Linked DNA regions of Sus scrofa: region 2 is linked to region 1. A link is a contact called in public HiChIP or PLAC-seq data. All regions are on one chromosome and are shown on one strand. The core of a region is the stretch at or near the end of the contact, and the rest is flanking DNA. Distances in the headings are between cores, read along the strand shown. Region 1 overlaps MECOM (MDS1 and EVI1 complex locus protein EVI1). Region 2 holds the start of MECOM (MDS1 and EVI1 complex locus protein EVI1).

Region 1 (6,926 bases), core at 323-2,822:
CTCAACTAATGTGTCCAGCCCTAAACTAATGTGTTCCGTCATCAGTAAATTCCTGCCTGTGATAGTCTTTTCTTAAATACCTGTTTAAACAGTAATTTAGATAAGAGTGTCCCATTTGTGTGCAACAGGAAATGCCTGCCTTCTTTTAGATACGCTGGCAAATAATTACTGTAGATATGGCTTGAATACTGAAAGGCTGTACTCTGGTCATTTCAGACTGCCTGAGGAGTAACCACCCAGTCTGCTGCGACCTAATTTCAGGGCATTTCTATTTTACTCTAAATGAAAATGAAGGAAAATCACTTTGGGGATATAAAAAGCTTATGAGAAAAGCCATCAGGTCAAAGGTTGCCAAAAGTCTCTTGAAAATTTGTCTTGCTAAAAGAGTCGAGGCACATAGTTATAATGTAAAAGAAACAGTATCTGATATGTGATAAGTCTGTTCTTAGCTGGTCATTCCAGTGGGTATTGGCGATCGCGTCTCCCTTAACAACAGAATAAGCCAAACATTAACCAGGTCATGTTTTTCCTTGGACTAGTACTCACGGAGCTTTAATGTCTTTATTTTAGCTGTTATAGATCTGTAAGTAGATACCAAAGGGCTTTACTGGTACCTCAACTATGAATTTTCTGGCAGTTTCTTTCCATAACCCCTTTTAAAAAGCTTAGTTCCATCTCTGAAGAGGAACTTTTGGAAATGGCCAAACCCATTTCATAAGAGTTTAGAAGCTACCAGTGTAATTCACAAACCATACTTGTTTAGTGAAAGGTCTGTGAAATTCCTAGGAGAGTAAAGAAACTCTTAACCAGACTTAAAAGTCCCAGAACAAGCAAGAGGTATGCCACCATCCTACAAGAAAGATAAATGTTTTCTCACTGATTTGGTCTTTTACTTCCAGCTCATGTGGTATTTTTTGCCATCTTCTTCACTTGCCTCCCAACACTTCCACACTTTTAGGTCTTTTTGACAGTCCATAAATAAAGTATTTTTAGGAAACACTGGGGGGGAAAGTTCCATAAGGAAGAAATGGAATGCTCTGGTACAAGGAAGTAGCAAATACTAGAGGTGCAAGGAAGCTTAGTAGGCCATTAAAAAAATTCCATGTACCAAGACCTGTTGATAGATTATTTCACAAAAATAATGGTCTCTAGAGACATGCATTCTACAAAAGCAGTCCAGTGTCAACAGATTCTATGGTGGTCTATTTTCTTCTCATCCCTACCCAGAGGCAGCACTTTCTGAAGACCATATCCATCAGCAGCTTCCATTCTGTTAGATGCCTCTATTTTCTCAGCCTGTACCTGTGGACCCTGACTACTGTCCTTTGAAGCTATTTTAAGTCAATTTTCTGGAAATTCATTTTCCTTACGTTTACTAGCTTCCTTTCTTCCTTTCGTTGGGATCTGAAATTTCACTGTCTTGGGGCCATTCTCACAGAATATTCTACTGGCCCGTTCTTCGCAGCCGCCTTCTTTGTTCTTTTTGTGCATCTGGCCTTACTCGGGCTCCACCCTTTCCCCCAGCCTGGCGCGCCTGGATTGGCTGTGCTGCTGGTACAGAAGAGCTGGCTGGAGAGGTCCTCGCTTTCTGGCAAGCAGGCGAGCGGTCACCGCTCTGGAATTGTCCTAACAAGGGAAGAAGAGCATGTCCGGTTTGAATTTTGGAAGGAAATTGATGTGTGTCTCCCCCCCCACCGCCCCCGTTAGCAGGCATCGACTCACAGACTCATGTTCCTGCGCTCATGTCCTACCAGGAGGTCCCTGGTGGGGCTGAGGTTTGGCAGCACCTCCCCTGCTCGCGGAGCTGGGCACGCATCCCCGCTCTCAGCCACGTGTAATCCTTCCTGTCTGCTCGCAAGTTGGGCACAAAGTACCCGCGCTTGGGCCCACCCTCTTCTTTAGTAGCAATTAACCTTTACTACAGTGTTTCCTTTGAAGTTTGCTCATGTTTTTATTACAAAACTGCAATGAGGAACATAATGGGGGGAAATGTCTAAATTTCTGAGTTACCTAATCTGTTCAATTCCCTTGCTGGTCTCCTCCTGGCAGTTGTTTCATGTAGTTATGATCTCAACCGGTCTGCCTGAGATTTCAAACCATGTTTCTGTCTCAGCCTATTTTTAAGATTAGTAAGCTATTACACACACACACGCACACACACTTCAAATGCACACGGATGTGTCTATTATATGCGTCTGTGTGTACAGCTGAGTATATAGAACGGATTTCTTTAATGTCTATGGAAATTTGTCTTAGAGTCAAACTGTGTATGTATGCTTTTAATGTTAACATTAAACTCTAGTTGCTAAATATTTTCTATCAATGAACTCATGTGAAGAAGAGTAGAGAGAAAAATTATTTCTGTTAGTATCACTAATGATAATGCTGAGTGATAAGTATTATGACCGGTACTGAATGCCATTAGTGGTGAAACTCAGAATTTTGAATGGCATCTGCCCAGAAGATTTGCAGTTAAACTAGGCAGAGAGGCCAAGTGAAACAAATGGTGAGTTATATAAAACCCACAAAAAGAGAAGGCATTTTAGGCCAGCCTTGCAAATAAGAACCAAAGAATTATGAGTGAAATGGCATTTTTTTTTCTAGCCTGCCGTTCACAGGAGCTCAAATAAATGAAATCATTTTTCTCTGCTTTTCACTCAGCAGTAAATCATTGGTAATCCAAGGTTGGTAGAAAAGCAACTATGAAACTCAAAGAAAATACAAAAGAATCTTTTTTTATTTTTTTTCCTCTTTAGGATGGGTAAGGACTCTAAGAAAAATGTAAAAATCACAAAGGAAAAATAGACTTGATTCCATACAAGTTAAAAATTTTATAGGACAAAAACCCCATTAAGAAACCAAATGATAAATGTTCTACTGGGGTGAGTAGCAAAAAACTGTATCAAAGGGCTCATGTCTTTATGATTAATAAGATAGACCAATAAAAGCCCAATTAAAATTGGACAAAAACAATGAATAATTTGCAAAAGAGAAGGAGGAATGACAAATAAAAATATTTAGTCCAAGTAGTCACTGTGTGAATTAAAGCAACAATAAATATGCAGTCTTTTCCACTGTATTACTAAATTAAAACACATAATAATAAATGCCAGTCTGGTTGCTAGGATTATAAATTGGTATATAGCACTGAGAAGCAATCTGTCAATACTCACAAAGCTTTCTTACAAGAATCTAACCTAAGGAAATTAAATGAATGAACATAAATATTTATATGAAAGAATGTTCATTCAGTGGTATTTATGGTATCAGAAAATTAGAAGCAACAAATAAATACTATTTACGTTTCGTGGATTTACATTATGGAATATTATGCAGCAATTGAATATTGTTTAGTATTTTTAAAACATAAGGAAATGTTCTTGAAGTGAAAAAAAAAAATCACACCACTCACATAGTAGGGCCACAATTTTGAAACAACAACAACAACTTTGAAATATATCTTTAAAGAAAAAAAAAAAAAGCAAATTGCCTAAGAGTTAAAGGGAGGATTGACTTTAAACACCTGTATTCTAGTTTCAGCTGATTTTGGATATACTGGTTAGCATCCTTGAGTATCAGGTTACACATCTGCAAAATGGAAGGTTATTTTTTTCACCATAGTTTTCTCACTGGATTGTGAGAAAATATAGATACATCTGTGGAAGTTATTATTATCAGTATCATTTCTGCAATTTCCTCTTTGCAGATTCTGATATGTTTTCAAAATACATCTCACCTCAAGTGGAAACCGTTTGTTAGTTATTCAGAGTCATAGAAAATAAATATAAACTGTGTGGCCTTTTGCTTGGTCTCTGGGTATATTGCACTGAAGAGGCTGGTTTCCAAGAGCATTTCCCAAGTCATTTGCCTCAAATCCAACAATAAGCCTGCCTTTCTGTCCTCATTCAGTTAATGACACACCTAAAGGATACATGAAGCAAATTCCAGTAGCAGGCAGTTCAGCTCCCAGAAGTTACAAGGGTTATTTATCTTTATGGGAGCACTGATATACTTCTTACCTGATACTTACCTATTGTAAACGTGCCCCATCTGTCAATATGATATCTGAGCAATGGTTTAATTAACTATAGTTATAACTCAGGAAAAAGATCTACCAATTTCCTCCCAATAACAGAGATTTAATGGAGATGTGATAATTGAGGTAGTTTGTCATTTAGATGAAATGTTTTAGTGGCTTTTTGAATAGTTCTTGAGTAATGTACATGGAAACATTAGTTTACTTTGGTTTATGCAAATACTCAATGCAGCATGATAAATTGCATTTGCTGTTGAAAATTTTATAATGCTAGATTACACTGAAATATTGTTGCATGTTTTGATATGTAAAACTCAGCAGTTTTGTATTTCCACAGCCCTTCTTATATTTAACTCAGATAATAGTATATTAACAGTGGCTTAGAAACAAATTGCCTGGGTTTGCATATATACTTAATGCCTGCACATGGATGAATAGGACCATAAGTCTTTCTCCTGGATTTGCTTGTCTGTATAAGCTGTTCTTCAGTTTTAATCGGAATATTTTTGCTATTATAACCAGAATTGCATTCAGGTTTAAAATCTAAATTCTTTTGTGCATGAGCCTGGGCATGTGTGTATTTTGTCTTCACAGGAATTGAAATCCAAACTCACTCATTTAAAAATTATGCATTGGGAAAGTTTGTGGGTAACTCAAAGGTCATGGGGTTAGCTATGCTAGTGGAAGGGCCCAGATGGGTTTGTATCTATCCTTTTTTAAGGTTTGAGATCACTTTGATGAAACTGACAATATGACAGATTTAACCCTTTGAGGAAATAGGGGAGATTTTACTGACCTTTAATGGCTAATTACTGGAGGAAATAGTTCTAGTCATTTTGATGCATTTTTGTTTCCTGCTGCTTAAATGGATAAGCCTATAGATTACATAATATCTTCCAATTTTTAGTATTTCTCAAAAAACCCCAAAATCTTTGCAATGAGTGTTAAATCCCTTTAAAAATCTGCAGAGTAAGTCTACATTTGCGGTAGTTAAATGTTGCATTTCTAGAAAGATGTTTTTATCTATTTTTAGCTGTATCAAAAGTGCTAGTGAATTTTTGGCTCTTAGGTAGCAGTGCAAAATCTTCCTGAATCAAGAGTATTTGGATCCTTAAGTGTATTCCTCTGATAATGTTTCTTTGGGGCATTATTAAAATTGTTTCTTTTGGTGTTGGGTTTGGAGAAAAATTTATAATCCATGGCATTCCATTTCTATGGGTTTAAAAGTGCTTTTTAGGATCAAAATAATTTCCTATAGTTGGTAGAAAAATATTGATTTGGCTTAATAGTTCAATAAAATTATATATCTTACAAGTATTTTTTTAAGCACTTTTATTCAGATCATTTGGAGAATTTCTAAGACATGTGAATCCCGAGTCTCCCCTTTAAGGGCTTATTTCTTAGTTTGAAATAAAAGGAACATTCATATTAAACTCTAAGTAGTAATTTGGAGAAGTATTTAATCAGACTGAAGGGGGAAGTTATGTAAGAGTTGAAAGAAGGGAGATACTTAGATTAAATGGGATGACAAGGAGGTAAGTTGGAAGTTGACATGGAGAATGACTAGAAGTTGGATGGTCAGAGGGGCAGAGATAGGGTGATTGGGTGAGAAGAACCACAGAAGAAATGCTTTCTGAACTCGGAAGACCAGAGTAAATTTATTCTGGCCTGGGGGATCCTACTGAGGAGTGTTGAGATTAAGAGGAAAGGGAAAATGGTTTCAAAATGGGGAAGATTTCATTCACAAGTTACCTGGGAACACTAGGAATTATTGGAGACTACTGCATAGGAAAGCTGATATGCTCAGAAGATAGTTTGAAGAGCACCGTACAGGCTCAGAGTTGAGGGATACTGGAAGGAAGCTGGAGGTCTGGAGACCCATTTAGAGGACTGTTAAAAAATTCAGGAATAAAAACACGGATCGTAAGAATAAGATGAAGTTAAAATCTTGCAAGAAGAATGGACAGCATTTAATGACAATAGATTGAAGATGAAGGAGAGAAAATATCCATGTTATTTTTGAAACTTGAACATGGATAATTAGGGGAAAATATTATTTTTAGTGGAAATGGAGAAGTGGGTAGGGGAGTCAATTTGAGAATGGATGACGCTGTGCAAGGTTTTGGACATGCTAAACTGGAATGATAATGAGCTTGTTGAGTTGAGATCACATGTCTCATAGGAGTAAGGTTGTGTTCTGAGCTTGGTTCTGTGCTTCATTTAAATGGCATTATATTATTATTTGAATTAAGAACCAAGCACTTCATTAGAAAGATACTTTTGTATGAACAATTACTTTATACTTCACAGAAATTTAAGAGGAGTCAGTACCTGATGGACAGTTGTTAATAAGTATTATGCTTAATTATGCCAAAATGAATCAGAGAAGGAATTGGGAGTAGAACTCGGGTTTTTTATGCTCTAGCCTGATAAACTATCTTGGAAGATTTTAATAATTTGTAGAACTATAGAGTTGGTAAGATCTTAAAAGTCCTCTAGTCTAGTCATCAACCTAAAGTTAAAATTCTTCTGTATCATCCTTAATTCATGGCTTTCTAGGTTATATTAGAGCCCCTATGCTAGGAAACATAAGGTAACTCATTTACCTTTGGATGGCTCTGATTGAAATCTGTCTTATAATTTTAATCTGTTTTTCTTAGTTCTCCCCTTTGAAGGTCTACAATTTGAGCAAATTAGGTATGTCCCTCCGTCCATAATCCTAGTGGAGAAATGTGTTTATTTGCTTTAAGATAACTGAAATCCCCTTCAATGGGTGGGAAATTTAAGCTCAGTCATTATTCTTTGTGCTTTTCCCCACCCTTGAGTTGCATAAAGATCTTAAGGCTGATATGGTACTGTCAGTTACTTCAGGCATGGGGGTTGTGTTGCT
Region 2 (7,273 bases), core at 4,201-6,700, 280 kb before region 1:
CGCCTCATAATCCTCCTTGCTGGGTTTCTTTCCACCCCGACTCACGCTTCCCCGGGGCGCTCCAGCTGTTTCCCACCCCCACGCCCCGGCGGCTACTGTGCACAGCTGGAGCCCTATGCAGCGGGCGCACCCAGAGCTGTGGCGGCTGGGGAAGCCAGGCGGGGGCGCCGCAGACTAAGGCTGTGCGGGACCAGGCCGTTCCAAGTCCCGAGAGGGAGGCGGGAGGGACGGGCGGGGGAGTGCGAGTTCCGCATCTGGTGCCAACCCGCGCGGCCCTGGCGCAGCCCCACATTCCCACACCGCGGGAGTGGCGGCTCGCTACCTGGGAGGCGGCGCGCATCACCCCAACCTGCGTTTCATAAACCCGTCGGGAAATAGTTTCCAGCCTCGAGGGCTAGTAATCAGCCCGACCTTCTCTAGCAAGAACTGCTGATTATAATCCCCGAGCTGGGCGAGGGCCTCGGGGGCCTAGATTTTAAGTCGACTATTTAATACCATTATCATTATTATTGAAAGTCAGCCACCACGCTCCCTCTTTTCTCTTACGTCTACTTCTGAAGTTGGGGAGGGGGGTGAACGACCAGAGGGTGGGAGCAAGATTGTAAAATCTAACGATTTGCTAAGAAATCCGGGACCGAAAATGCAATTTACAAAACGGCGAGTTTTACAAGGTAAAGATGGTAACAGCAGAAAACGCTCGGCCGCCGAAGCTCCTCGGCGCGTGCTCGCACGAGCAGGCTGGTCCGGAGCGCGCCTCTTTCCAGCCGAGCCGCTAGGGCAACACCAGGATTTCGCAGGAAGAGGAGGCTGCCTGGGTGCTTTGACCTGGTGACTGCGCGCAGCGGAGAGGGGGCATTCCGCCACTCCACGCTTTCTGCTGCCGGGGGCGCCTCCTTCCCGCGAAGATCTCGGAACCCGAGCTAGTTTTGCGGCGGGCACAGCCACGCGCTCTCTCCTCTCCCGCGCTTGCAGAGCGCATTTCACCTAGAGCTTCATTTTCAGGGCAAAGCGCAGCGGACAGTGTCAGGTTAACACCTTCTTTCATCCACTGCATAGTGGATATGCGCGTTTCCCTCTGCGTGAGTTTATGAGTGTGCGTTTCTCTTAGAATGTCAGACTAACGGGACAGTCTTAACATTTATTAAAACCTACATGCTCTGTCTCGAGGCTTATCGGGTTTGTCCAAACTTTTGTGAGAGTGCGTGTGTATATGCGTGTATGTATGTATGTATGTGTGCGTGCATGTGTGCGCGCGCGCGCGCAGTCTCCACCCTCCTCTGCCTCCCCACCTCCGCCCGTGCAGGGCGAAGTAGTCCTATATAGCGATGATAAATATCCCTGTTGATCACTTGATTGATTACCTCCCTGAAAGGTCACGCGGGCTCGCAGTAATTTCCTTTTGCCTAAGGCTCCCTTTTCACTTTTACTCTGGCACGACAGCTCCGAGAACACGGGATCTTTATTTTTTATTTTAACCCCTAAATGCAACCCCTCCCGAAAACAATGCACACAAGAAAAATCGAATAAAATCAACTCGAGACCTTTTAGCTCACTCGCAGCCGCCCTCCCCATCTCACTCCTTTCTTTCTTCTGGTTCCCTCCCCCTCCTACTCCGGGCCCTCTCTCCCCAACTCAAATGTATTCTGGACACTATTTAATAGATGAGTGTCTTGCAAGTAAACTCAGGCGTCCCTTGGGTCTGCATTTCATGTCTGTGGCTCTCTCTCTTTCTCTCCTGTGGACTAAAAATTCGGATTTAAACCACTAGACAAGCTATTAATTTAGCTAGACTACCCAGGGTCCTGAACCCAATTAATTTCTAATAATTATAGCCCAAGGGGGCTAGATAGATCTCCCTGCCTCTTTCTTTTATTGCCACTCCACGCCACCGAGGTCAGCGTATAATAATAAAGTGTATATTTTGAAAGCGATCTCTAGAACAGTGAGTTATTGCAATGAATGAAAATTGTTTCCATTTTGGCTAATTGAGCTGGTGGCCGAAAGCTAGAGCTCTGAGACTAAATAAAGAGGACTGTTTCATTTCAACATGAAGAAACCCCTGCCTAGCTCTGGTCACCCAGTGAGAGTTTAATTTCTTAACAGCCAACCTGAAACCCAGCATTGGGTAAACAGTATTAATAATTGCATTACAATGATTAAATTAATCTTGCTGGTAGCCAGGAGAATATAGGTTGCGATTGAATGGCAAGATGTAAAGTTCACTGCACAAAGACAATAGGCCAAGAAATACCTCCTTAAAGAATTCAAACTTTCTTCCAAAGATACTGTGGGGCTGGTTCAATTATAATGCGAGGAAAAGAAAATTTCCTGTTGAATGCAATGTCCTGAAAATCGGTTCTTTGCCATTTCTAGCATTAATTAAAGAAACAAAGTTGGAGAAGGGGTATGCTTGTCCTGTCCTCCTCTTCAATGACCCATCTTTCTTCCAACACCTCGAGATCCCTGCTTCTACTTAAAACAAAGAAAGAAAAAAAAATCCGAAAAGAAAAAAGTGACAGTAATAAAACAAGCAAATCCAAACAGCCCGTAAACTCATCGAATTTCCAAAGAAGTACTGCTTCCAGGATGCCCGCTTCCGTGGGAGGAAACGCGAGAGAACGTTGGACTCATGCTAAGGTCTCTTAAGGAAACGAATTTCAGGAGGAGAGGGAAAAGCGGGTGGTACGGGGGCGGGCAGCGAAGGCAACTCCGCCAACTTGTTGGAGGCCTCTTTTCTCTTGGGCCAGCGACAGCTTAGACGGGACTTCAGAGGATGTCGGGAACCCCAGGGGCTGCTGAACAGAGCCACCTGCTTGGGTCTCACCGCTGAGACTTGGGACAGGTGGAACTGACGGGGTCCAGGCACTTGGGAGTAGGGAACCCGCCGGGGTCCGTGCTCTGGGGCCGCGGCGCTGCACGCGGCGAGAGCGGTCCGCTGCGGTTGGGCGTTTGCTCCATCAGGTTAAACACACTTGAACTAGCAAGTTAGCTCCTTTATTAACACTCACTTAGGGCGGAAAGGAAATGATGAAAGAAAGAAAGGAAAGAAAGAAGAAAGAAAAAGGAACCCAGCTTTCGGGTTTGAAAAGAAAGTAATAATTTTGTGAATTCTTTTATTAAACAACAAATAGATTGATGCCTTGTCTTTTCACAGTGCCTTAGCCGGAGGGCACAGAGGAGTTTGTGTTTGTTATTTCAGCTAAAATAGGTTGGATTCGCTCGTGTCCCAAAAGCCTTGGAGAGACCAAGCAAAAGACCCGTTCGTTGAAGCGCCCGGGACTCCAGGGATTTTAAAACTCTGAAGGGGAGGGGGCTTCAGCCGCGCTTCTTCCTCCCCACCCCCTGCCCTTCTAGGAAACTTAAATACCGAGATCTTTAAAGTTGGGGCATCAGCTTTGATTTTCCTTAGTCTTCCATATCCCCACCACCACCATCTCCCCTCGCAGCCCCTGCCCCACCCCCTGGGCCGCCACGTGGTTTATATTTTCTCAGTAGAAACGACCACTGCAGCTTCACGCGTGGGTCTTGTATTGAATCTTAGGTTTGATTCCGTGGTTCCTTCATCTCCTAGAAAATTACTCTGCACTCCTCTTAACCTCCTCTCTGCAGTGGGACCCGGATATAGAACCCCTGGGGATGAGATGAAAGGAATCAAGTAGAAAAGTCTTAGGAAAGTCGGTAACACATTTTATTTATTTTTTAAACTCCCCGGAGTAAGATGAAGTGAAAAGTCCCAGGCAGAGCCTCCTCTTGTCCTGGATGTTCTTCGGTCCTCAGTGGACTCCACCTCCTCTCCTGGGGGGTCAAGAACCTTTAGGTTCCCATAGCTGGGAAGGGCTTGATCCTTGGCGCTGCCCATGTGTCCTTGGAGAAAGTGCCCAGAGATTCCCTTAAACTGATCTAAAGCAGCTCCTATGAACTTCTGGCCAGCCAGTCTAGTGTGTTTCTCCCTATAGATTTCATTCCCTTGGTGAGAGCTCTCAACCGCCATTTCTCTTTTTCCTCTGAGAACATTTACTGGTCAGAGGTATGCCTTCATTTAAACCAAGAGGAGTTAGTGAACTCACAATCACAGACCCTGGGCACATAAATTCAAATTGTTGAAGTGCCTGTGCTGTTGCACCCATCAAATGTATAAGCACACACCACTTGTACACACAGGGCAACAGAAATTGTAGAAGGATTGGGTCCCCCTCCCCCTTTTTCCCTCTTTAGTCCAGAGGTGATGATAGAGTTCTCTGGTGCCCATGTGTACCGGCACCAGAACCCTCTCTTTTAAAGTTGTTTTTACTCCTGCTCTGTGTAATTCCTTCCTTTGCTTTCCTCTGCCACCCCACTTCCCTTCCTCACAATTCAGCATTACACATCTGTCTCCCTTGGGACCTGTAGTTTGGTTCTCCAGGGACCTGTATCTTAGAGCCAAATGCCCCTGGAATTACACAGAGAAAGAGAAGTGGTGGGCATCCTTGCCAAGGTGAATCTTTTGAACTTTAATTTCCTGTAATAAAGATATTTGTGAGCCACTACTCTTTGGAATTGAACCTTGCTATTTGCTCACTCACATCCCCAGTCCTAGTTTTGACAATAAATGACAACAGGTTACAACTGGGGATTCTCAGTTATCTTCCTTATTCTTCTCTGCCTTTGCCAAATTCATGCCCAGGACCTGCTATTCTTTTCTCTCCTTTAACTTGAACATCAAGGATGTACTGTTGCAGCACAGAGACAAAAAGATTGTAATTTTCTTTTATGGTGTTTGGCAGGATTTGCAACAGATATTAATGGGGACATAAATAGCTCACAGAGGGTATTGAACAAAACTGTTTAATGCAAGGAGGTTGTACCAAGAGAAAATCCATAGTAGTTGGGATTGATTCATACCTTGAACACAGCTAGTTCCTTTTAAGAGGTCCCCATTTCTGCATGCCCACTTCATTGGTAAATCCTGTAATTAAAGCAAATTTCAACAATGTATTTTTTAAGAGGTAGGGGGAAATCCCTCCCACACCTCCTTCCTATAACCCGGGAGGTCGTGGGTTTAAGCGAGTGAGTGAAATGGCAGGCAGGCTGAACTGCTGCAGGAGGCTACTCCGCAGCGGTATGGGAGGCCGGAAGGTGACAGCCGACCTCAGAGAAGACAGGAGGTCTTGGTTGTCAAACGCCCAAGCCGTCTCGGACCTGGGAGCCAAAGGTCATTATCACTACTTGGTAGGAAAAGACCAACTGATATGTCCCAAGGATGGCAGAAAGAATTGGCATTATACCTAAAATCAAGAAAGAAACAGTTATTTATTCAGCTTTCAACTCTGAAAGCAGAAGCCGAAATAGCTTCAGCAGCAGTAGCAGCGGCAGCAGATTCCCGATGTTCAGGATGATTCTCACTTTCTCCTGGATCGTTCGCCCGAGGAGTCCGGTCCTTCTAGTTCTTTAGTGTGGGAAAGATTTTTAAAAGCCCTCTCCCCTCCCCCCACTTCTTGCTTTCCCCCAAGGACAGAATAGAAAATTTCCTTCAATTTATGGTGGGAAAAAATAATAGTAATGGTACAGGCTTATGGGTGATTCCAATACGAAATCAATCCTCTGCCCGAGTCTTCGCGTTCCTTTTTGGGGGAGGGGGGGGCTAGATGTCTGCTCCCTTCTGACTCCCTGAGCTCGCTCCCCGCCCCCCGTCGCCCTCCCCGTGGCTCCCTTTCTCCGCCTCCTCAGCGATTGCCATCTGACAAGATCTCCAAATCAAAGTGATAAATCGCTCCAAACTTTTTTTGGCGGCGCTGAGATGTTGGAGGGGCGTCTAGCGCGCATGTGCGAAGGTGTCCAAACTGACAATGCTGGAGAGATAGCGAGTGTGGATTGAGAGAAAGGGAGAGAGGGAGGGAGAGAGAGTGAAAGAGGGGAAGACAGAGAGTGAGTGTGTAAGTGTGTGTGTGTGTGTGTGTGCGTGTGTGTGTGTGTGAGAGAGAGAGAGAGAGAGAGAGAGAGAGAGAGAGACGAGAGGGAGGGAGCGAGAGAGCAAAAGAAGGAAAAGATCCAAGAAAAAAAAACCCCAACCACACACCAGCGGCTGCAGGACTGGGCACAGCATGAGATCCAAAGGCAGGGCAAGGAAACTGGCCACAAGTAGGTGCAATATCCCTTTTCTATTGGCTTTCCCCCTCTCTGCCATCTTGCATATCTGTCTCCAGCGCTCCGGGAGGGAGCGCGGGGCTTCCTCTCGTGTCGGGGCCCCGGGTGGAGGGCAGGCGCAGCGCAGACCCTGCAACCTGCCGGTCCCAGCCTCCACGCCCGGCCGCCCGCGCTCTGGCTCCTTGTTTGGGCGCCAGAGGAGCCGGGGCAGCCCTCAAGCCCGCAGCACTGACCAGCTGTGGCAACCCCGGGGTGGGGGTGGGGGTGGGGGCAGCAAAGACCTTGTGGGAGGGAGGAGAGAGCGCAAGAGCGAGCGGGAAGGGGTGGGGTGGGGGTGGGGGAGAGGAGATGCAAGAGTCTCCCCCTCCCCTCCTCTTCCCCCCAGGCGGAGGAGAGTTGCCTCTGGCCAACCAGCTAGTCCCGGGTGTGGGAGGGGGAGCAGCGGGGTGGGGGGGGGGCGGCGCGGGCTGGGGACTGGAGCCTTTTCGCGCCTCGGTTTGTGTTCGGGGTCTGGGGTGGGTGGCAGGCTCGGAGGGAGCCACAGTGGCGGCGGCGGCGGCGGCGGCGGGCAGCAGTGGTGGAGTTGGGAAAAGTTGCGAGGCGGCCGCTGGAAGTTGCGCGGGCTGGCGGGCTGCGCCGAGCGGCGGTTGCGGTAGTGGGCGCTGTGCGCTCGGCCGTGCTCTCTGGCGTGCGCGGCGCGGCGGGAGGGCTGGGGTGGGGAGTGGGGGAGACGAGGGTGGAGGCTGTAGTCGCTGTGTGTGTGTGTGTGTGTGTGTGTGTGTGTGTGTGTGTGTGTTTTGGGGGGGGGCGCGGGCAGAGCAGAGCTACCGGCTCTGCAAAGCCGCGGGCAGGTGGGGAGAGAAGAGGCCCTGGGAGCGCCTGCTGAACGGGGAGTAGAGGGCGCGTAGCCAGAGGCGACGGCGGCCGAGGAGAAGGGGGCCGAAACGGCGCGCTTCGGCCCTATAGTTTCAGGCTGGCTGGGCGCCGAGTGACCCGCAGGGGGCGGGCTGCGGGCTCCCTGGGCAGCCGAGAGGGTACGGCGAAGCCTGCTGACCTGCTTCTGGTTGCAGCCAGGGTCTCGAGTCACTAACCCTCCCCGGCGCCCCCTGCCTGCCGGCGTGGAGCGGCCTAGGTCACGCGGGACGAGGGC

What was found. HiChIP or PLAC-seq counts read pairs in DNA pulled down with a chosen protein or histone mark.
Region 2: an H3K27ac HiChIP or PLAC-seq map of skeletal muscle shows a contact between it and region 1, with 12 times the contacts expected there. The contact joins the promoter of MECOM here to the enhancer-like site in region 1. A contact is called at or near these places in 13 of 47 Hi-C or Micro-C datasets (alveolar macrophages, embryonic fibroblasts, fetal heart ventricle and 7 more) and 1 of 2 datasets of contacts at active chromatin or transcription factors (skeletal muscle).

Annotation. Positions count from the first base shown.
Region 1 is chr13:108,049,762-108,056,687 of Sscrofa11.1, reverse strand. All of the region lies in intron 1 of MECOM (MDS1 and EVI1 complex locus protein EVI1), which reads left to right. Among named protein-coding and RNA genes, the nearest start is that of MECOM, 280 kb to the left of the region's middle. Within about 2 kb of position 1,572, at least 17 of the 83 cell types and tissues checked have an H3K27ac peak or open chromatin away from gene starts, as enhancers often do. A contact at or near this core is called in skeletal muscle, where this site is marked.
Region 2 is chr13:108,334,311-108,341,583 of Sscrofa11.1, reverse strand. It overlaps MECOM (MDS1 and EVI1 complex locus protein EVI1), which reads left to right and starts at 5,450. Exons shown (of 17, transcript XM_021071139.1): 1 at 5,450-6,117. The coding sequence starts at 6,081. It overlaps LOC110256516 (a long non-coding RNA gene), which reads right to left and starts at 6,120. Exons shown (of 4, transcript XR_002338106.1): 1 at 6,056-6,120; 2 at 5,265-5,425; 3 at 4,882-4,945; 4 at 3,665-3,864.